Linked DNA regions of Sus scrofa: region 2 is linked to region 1. A link is a contact called in public Hi-C data. All regions are on one chromosome and are shown on one strand. Each heading gives the region's core, a stretch centred on a gene start, on an enhancer-like site or on the middle of the called end of the contact. The rest is flanking DNA. Distances are from core to core; before and after follow the strand shown.

Region 1 (3,583 bases), core at 487-2,986:
TGATCTGACTGTCTCAATAGTCCAAGGTTAAATGTTGTCTATCCAACTTCTGATTTGGGTTTCTTGGCTGGTGTCCTGTTTATCATACAGTAATATTGAGGAAGAATTCTATTTTCTTCTATCTGCTCGTATCCATGGTACTCATACTTGGTATGACTCACTGGAACTAGAATACTTAAGAAGTGATAGTTGTGGCCAGCACCCAACTTCCATTATTTTCTGAGGGATAAATAAATAATATCCTGCCAAACATTCATCAGGCCTCTCTTTGGAGACAAGTGACAGGAACTCAATTCATGCTAGCTTAAGCAAAAAAAAAAAAAAAAAAAAAAAAAAAAAAAATTTGTTGGCTCACTTAACTGGGAAATCCAGGAGTTTGTACTGGCCACAGACACAGCCAGATCTCAGGTTTAAACAAAATTGTCAGGGTTTGTGCTCTCTCAATCTCTCATTTCTGCTTGTCTCTTCTTATGAGTCCTGTGCTTTTCTCCTTCAAAAGAGAATTCCTTACCCCCCACCCCCCAAAAGAGTTTCCTTCCTACACTTAGGAAGCCTGTTGCTGGCAACTACCCGATTTAGCAACACCAGCAGAAAACAAAATTTTCTCTCAGTATTCGCATATTAGTTCCAGAATCTAATTGATTCTGCTTAGTTAAAATGTCCCGCTTTGGACTACTGTTGCCAGAGGGCTGGGTTACTATGATTTTGAGCCTAAATAAAATCACAGGGAATAGAAGACTGATGTCCCAAAGGAAGGAATGCTGGAGAAAAGAGATTACAAATGTCCACTACACAAACAGGAGGGAGGGAAGGAAGGACAGCCTCTGAGAGTCAAAGGGGCTCAAGTTCCTGTGCTTCTTTTACCAGCTGGGTGATTTCTGACACGCCACTTCTTTTTTGGTTGTTGTTATTATGCCACTTCTTTTTGAGCCTCAGTTTCTCAGGTAGAAAATGGTTGCACGGTAGTCACCAGTACAATATTAAATTATATGTGACAGTATACGGTACCAGGTGATTTTTCAGAAAATGGAAAACTGACTTAGTTGAGGAAGGCATTGTCAACAGTGCCTGCCGTTCTCAATTTTTTTACGAATTACATTTATGGAACACTTTACATTTTACCAAAAACTTTATCATCTACCATGCAAATTGGAAAATGAAGTTCAAGGCTGGAATGCCTAGAATATAAAGTTAACTTATTTGTGTAACTGGAGCCACACACAGACACGCAAAATATATGACGATACTGCAACTGAATCATTTCCTGGATTAAGAAGAGCGGCAGACATCCACCCCATAAGGCAGGGATCCCTACGAGCACTTCTGCACAGCCCTCTCCTCTGAGGAGCCCGCTCTAGGGTTAAGGAATTGCAGGACGGAAAGGATCGAAGCCGAGAAACCCTTCACCAACTAGTGAGTGTGTGTGTGTGTGTGTGTGTGTGTGTGTGTGTGTGTGCGCGCGCGCGCGCAGGGTGCAGGCAGGAGGAGAGGGGTGGCACTGAACAGGCTAGGAAATTTAAAAAATACACACATCCAAAAACAAAAAAAAACAAACAAAAGCTGTCCTGGGTGTCTTTACCGCGACCCTTCCAGGAACGCAGAGGCCTTGGCACCTTCGCTGCAGTCCCGCCTTCCGCCCCTCCTCCGCCCCACTCCCACTCCGGGAGCTACCGGATCCAGCTCCGCATTTTCCCGGCTGCCCTCCCGCCCTTCGGGTTAAAGCTCCCCCGCCTGGAGTAAACAAGCGGCCCGACTGGCAGCCAGTCGGACCGGCCCCCTCTCCTGGTTTCCTGCGCAGGCCTCAGCAACAGGCCCCGCCCTTCGCGACAGGCCCCGCCCCCTTTCCCCTCGCGGCGTCCGCCGGCTGCTGCCAGGTCCGGGCCTGCGGCCCAGTCCCCTACCCACCCCCGGAGCCTCCTCCCTCGGGACCCCACTCCCAGCCCCCCGCCCGCGCGCCCCCAGCCGGTGCCCGAAGAGGGTGCGTGGCGCACACGTGACTTGTGTTGTGGGCGGAGCCTTGCGGGCCCTGGCGGCGGCGGCCGCGGAGGCGGGGAGGGCGGGCCGGGCCTCGCCTCCCTCACTCCCCCGAGTCTGCCGGGCCTGCGGCCCGCCCCTCCGCCGGCGGGGCTGGGGCCCTCGATCTTGGCCGCTTGCCCGTCGACCGCTGCACTAGGCCTCCCAGTGACTCCGCCACTGCTGCTGCTGCTGCTCCTCCTGCTCCTCCTTCTCGCACAGCCCCGCCGCAGGACGCGTTCCCCACTCCTAGCCCACAAGTCCCCACTCAGTCAAGCCTCTGAAGTTTTCTGCCCTGTCCACGGAGTCCTGCCTACTCACAAACCCCCTACTGCGCGAACACACCGCCTTCCTGCCACCACCCACAGAGACGTGCTCCTGCACACACCGACGCTCTTCCCACACCTCTCCATGCATTACCTCTCCGTAACCAGAACTTTAGAGGGACCCGCCAACTCACCTGGCCCAGCTCCCTTCCCTTTCTCTTACTTGGAAGGTAGGGAAAAACCTGAGGTTCAAAAAGGTGAAAAGGTCTCCTAGATCCCCAACCAACATCAGACCTCCTGTTTGCCAGGGCTTTCTCTCTATCCTCATCCTTTCCTGCAATTCAGAGTCTGACTACCCTGAACCGGTAGTTCCGGCCTTGGTTGTCAGTTAATACCCTCCAGATCTCCCCCACCCCAGGGAAAATGTATCTGCCCTCTACCTTCTGTCCCTCTCAAGGTAGCTCCAGGAAAGAGATCAAAACTGGAAGACAAGAAAATCTTTACCGAGAGACAGTTTCATCTAAAGTTTGGGAGTGGACTTGGGGCCAGACGGCCTGAATTCCAGTCCTAGCTCTTCCCCCACTAGGTATCTTGGGCAAGCCATGTGACTTTGCCTGCAGTTGTCATATGATGATACTACCTACCTCATGGAGGTGTTGTGAGGATTAAATGAGTTAATATAGGTAAACTGTTGAAGACAGCTCTTGGTATATAAGAAAACAAAGAAATTATTCTGGGCTGGGTTTCTTTGTGTCCTATCCCTCATTCCTGAAGCCTCCCTGTATGTACTGGGCCATGGTAGATATTTAAAGGTTAGTGAAGAAACCAGGCAGATTAATCTATCAGACTTGCTCAGCTAGCTTTAGAGGACTGACCTTCAGCATCTAGCAGGTAGTGCCTGGAGGGCAGAGGCCCAGGAGCCATGTTGGCGGGCATATCCCCAGGGTGAGAGCAGCACAACTGACTTCTAAGCCCAGGGGAACAGGATGTGTGGTAGAGTGAGGAGGAAGCAGGGAGCTTCCGAGCTCTGCCCTTGTAGGGTGCACATGGTGGGGTGCTGGAACAGGGGGAAAGCCAGGATTCAGAGATGGGGTTCAAACAGCACAGTGGAGGGATACTCTACCAGCTCCTGACCTCTCATTCAAGAAATTCCACGAGTATGTGCAGCTAGTCCTGCCTGGTAGATTTCTTGAGTGCAAGTCCTGTGTTTTGTTCTTATTTCATTGTTTAGCACCTTGCTCTGTGTTTTGTGAATGAGCTATCAGCAAATGTTTGAATGTTTTTAAAATTAAATAATATTTCAT
Region 2 (3,583 bases), core at 594-3,093, 300 kb after region 1:
TCCATTTTATTTTTCTTCCCTCCTAGTTTTCGGTAGCTGTTTCTTTTGAAAACCTGTAATGATGGGTAACTAAAAAAGAGGAAAGAAAGGATTTTTCATGTATTTGTAGGTACCATGAAACTATTGGAGCCCAGACAGCTGGGGTTTGAGAATTCAAGAGGGACAGGGTAGGCTCACCTTTGAGTGTGTTCTTTTTCTGCCTGAACCAGTCCCACACTCCTTGTACACTTGGGAGTTTTTCAGATCTCCTTCATGATATTACTAGGTGGAAGAGAAGCAAATTTTATAATCTTGGATATAAAAACGGAATATGGAGTCCCCACCAGTGACATATTTATCTCCTCTACTTGTAGGTCATAATGTTTAATGTAGGATTTTGCTCACGTGCACTGAAATGACCCATTAAAATCCCAGGGATAGAACCATAGGAAGACCAGCTGTGTTTCAGCATTCAGCCACCTCTGGTTAAAGCCTCGGCCTGTAAATGCAGTCAGCTGGCAGCAGTTTGCTAATGCGTGCCCCAGAGTAGGATCACCCCTTCACACACGTGTTATTACTTTTGTACATTCCTCCGACTGTGCCCAATACCTTTTAGACTGACCAGGGATATTAATGATTAACCTCCTGGATCTTTGCTTTGTTGACTGTTCATTATCTTAAACCTCTTATAGTGTCATTGTTTTAATCCTCTTCTCCAACTTCCTTTTAAACCTTTTTTTTTTCCCCCAAAGATATTTGGTACTCTGAGGGAGGAATTAAAAAAAAAATGAATTAGATTTGAATATGCCCTTAGCCGGTACAGTAAGAGAGAGAAGATGTACATAAGTACATTGTGATGGTAGATTACAGTAATGTCTTAAATTACTATAGTTCTTTGTAATAATGTAGTACTTTTATATACTTTGTTCTCACATAGATTTTGACCCTTATCGTAACTGAGAGATAGGCTAAATGTTACAGTATTCCCTTTTTGAGGGAGAAGGAAGGTAGGAAAGAAAACTGAGACTTGGGGAGATCTAGGTATTTGACCAGATGTAGTAAGAAGCAGAATTCTCGAATTGCCCAATAATATTTACTGACCTGTCCCTTGTTTGAAGACTTAAGAGTGATGTGAACCTCCCTGGGCACCCCACTTTAAAATGCAGACTAGGAGTTCCTCTCGTGGCTCAGAGGTTAGCGAACCTGACTAGCATCCATGAGGATATAGGTTCGAACCCTGGCCTCGCTCAGTGGGTTAAGGATCTGGCATGCCATGAGCTGTGGTGTAGGTCGAAGACGCGGCTCGGATCTGGCGTTGCTGTGGTGTAGGCCAGCATCTACAGCTCCAATTGGACCTCTAGCCTGGGAACCTCTATATGCCACGAGTGTGGCCCTAAAAAGACAAAAATACCAAAAATAAATAAAATGCAGACTAGTTTTTAGGACGCTCTTCCATTTTGACTTGCAGTTTGCCTCTCTATGAGTGTCACCTTATAGAACTTCAGAAGTCTATTCTTAGAGTTCGTTTCCAGTGGAAACGAATCCGCCATGAAACGATGAGGTTGGGGGTTTGATCCCTGGCCTCACTCAGTGGGGTAAGGCTCCGGCCTTGGCGTGAGCTGTTGTGTAGGCTGCAGGCGCTGCTAGGATCCCGGGTTGCTATGGCTGTGGTGTAGGCCAGCAGCTGAAGCTCCAATTCGACCTTTAGGCTGGGAACTTCCATATGCCTCGGGTGCAGCCCTAATTAAAAAAGAAGAGGATGCAAAAAAGAAAAACCTCTATGTCTGGCATGTCTTTAGAACAACATTGGAGGCTTCAGTGATAGCTCATGTTTCTGATAGTAGTAATCTCCCTTAAGTGCTAAATATAGTCTCTGTTTTGCTAAAGTCTGCCTGCTGGCGTCACTCATTTACTTCACTTTCAGGGCCACTTTAGTCATTAAGGTGGCCATCCTTTTCCTAGGTCTTCTGTTCCACAGGCTAAGTATCCCCATTTCCTTCAGATGTTTTACTTGACACTTTAAAATCCTCTCACCAACTTCTTAGCCCTCTGCCCTCCATTCACTTTGTTAATACCCCTCGGAAGCTGTGGCACTCAGAGCAGGCAGTATTCAGTAACACTGTCATCTGACAGGGTAGCGAGTAACTTTACTCTTTTGGGTTTCTTCAACACTATACTTTTTAAAAAAACAGCAATAACACAAAAACAGGTGACAGGTTTTTTTCTTAATGTCATATAGTCTTGATGCATTGAAATTACAGTTAACTGAAATCACATTGCTGTGTGTGCATGCATGCTATTATTAAACTAAATCATTTCCCTGTAGTTTGGGGACCTAAGTGCTGAACTTTGCCTTTATCTCTTTTTTAATGTTATCTGCTTAGATATTCCAGACTGATAAAAAGTCTTCTTTATATCCTGAGTTTGTTCCAGCCTTGACTTACTCTTCCTAGCATGACTTCTTTTCTTTATATTTGAAGTGGAGCTGTAAAATATAAAGGCAGAGTGGAAAAATAGTTGATGAGGACCCTAAATTTTTATTAATGAATTCAGTGGAAAACTAAGAGGGGGGGGCCTTAATAGAAAGCATTAGGCTTGAAATTTTGCAGGTGAAACAAAAGCAAATTTTGGGGTGCTACCTTGAGTTGATATGTTGGCATTATATCCCCCTGCTATAAAACTGATATGTATTGCTTTTTGTGTGCAAGGCAGTTGGTGCTATAATCCAAAAGGATCTTTGGGGGAGATGTATTGCTTTTTGTGTGCAAGGCAGTTGGTGCTATAATCCAAAAGGATCTTTGGGGGAGTTCCCGTCATGGCTCACTGGTAATGAAACCAAATAGTATCCTTGAGGATGCAGATTCGATCCCTGGACTTGTTCAGTGGGTTAAGGATCCGGCAATGCCATGAGCTGTGGTGTAGCTTGCAGATGCGGCTCAGATCCCAAGTTGCTATGTCTGTGGTGTAGGCCAGCAGCTGCAGCTCCGATTCGACCCCAATCTGGGAACCTTCATATGCTGCAGGTGTGGCCCTAAAAAGCAAAAAAAAAAAAAAAAAAATCAAAAGGATCTTTGAGGTCATATAGTCCACCTCTTTATGAGTTAAAATAGAAAAAGGTGCATATGAGTCAAGAAGGACAAGGAATTGTGAAGTAGGGGGCCTGATGAATCAGAAAATAAGTCATGATGAAGGGAGGACAAAATCAGAGACTCAAGTTGAATTCATCCATGCAGGTTGAAGGTAGGGGCCTGAGTCCTAAAGCTGATTTACATGTGGCTTAGCAAATTTCAACTTGAGTTTTCTGTCTCATTAGGGAGGCCTAGAGCCCTAAAACTGTCAATTCTATGCCTCTATAGCATAAAATCAAAGTCCTGTTTTCTTAAGGAATGGAAAACCATAGAGAAATTAGTTTATGCTCTGAGCACTTGCACATCAAGTTGACTGTTCTGGAAAAATTCTTCAGCAAAATCCATCTGAGGACCTTTTTTAAAAACCTGTTTTTACACTCCCTCCTTCCATACCATGGAATCTGTATTTTTCCATTTAACATGATACTGTGAACATTTCCCCATTTTATTTAAGGTGATTGAAAGCTTATTGACAC

Evidence for each region. A called contact is a pair of places that touch in the nucleus more often than the background predicts.
Region 2: a Hi-C map of heart right ventricle shows a contact between it and region 1, with 2.6 times the contacts expected there. The contact joins two enhancer-like sites. A contact is called at or near these places in 5 of 47 Hi-C or Micro-C datasets (alveolar macrophages, embryonic fibroblasts, heart right ventricle and 2 more) and 1 of 2 datasets of contacts at active chromatin or transcription factors (alveolar macrophages).

Annotation. Positions count from the first base shown.
Region 1 is chr14:12,195,600-12,199,182 of Sscrofa11.1, forward strand. No RefSeq gene overlaps it. Among named protein-coding and RNA genes, the nearest start is that of ZNF395, 13 kb to the left of the region's middle. Within about 2 kb of position 1,737, at least 68 of the 83 cell types and tissues checked have an H3K27ac peak or open chromatin away from gene starts, as enhancers often do.
Region 2 is chr14:12,493,143-12,496,725 of Sscrofa11.1, forward strand. All of the region lies in intron 1 of EXTL3 (exostosin-like 3), which reads left to right. Among named protein-coding and RNA genes, the nearest start is that of EXTL3, 57 kb to the left of the region's middle. Within about 2 kb of position 1,844, at least 5 of the 83 cell types and tissues checked have an H3K27ac peak or open chromatin away from gene starts, as enhancers often do.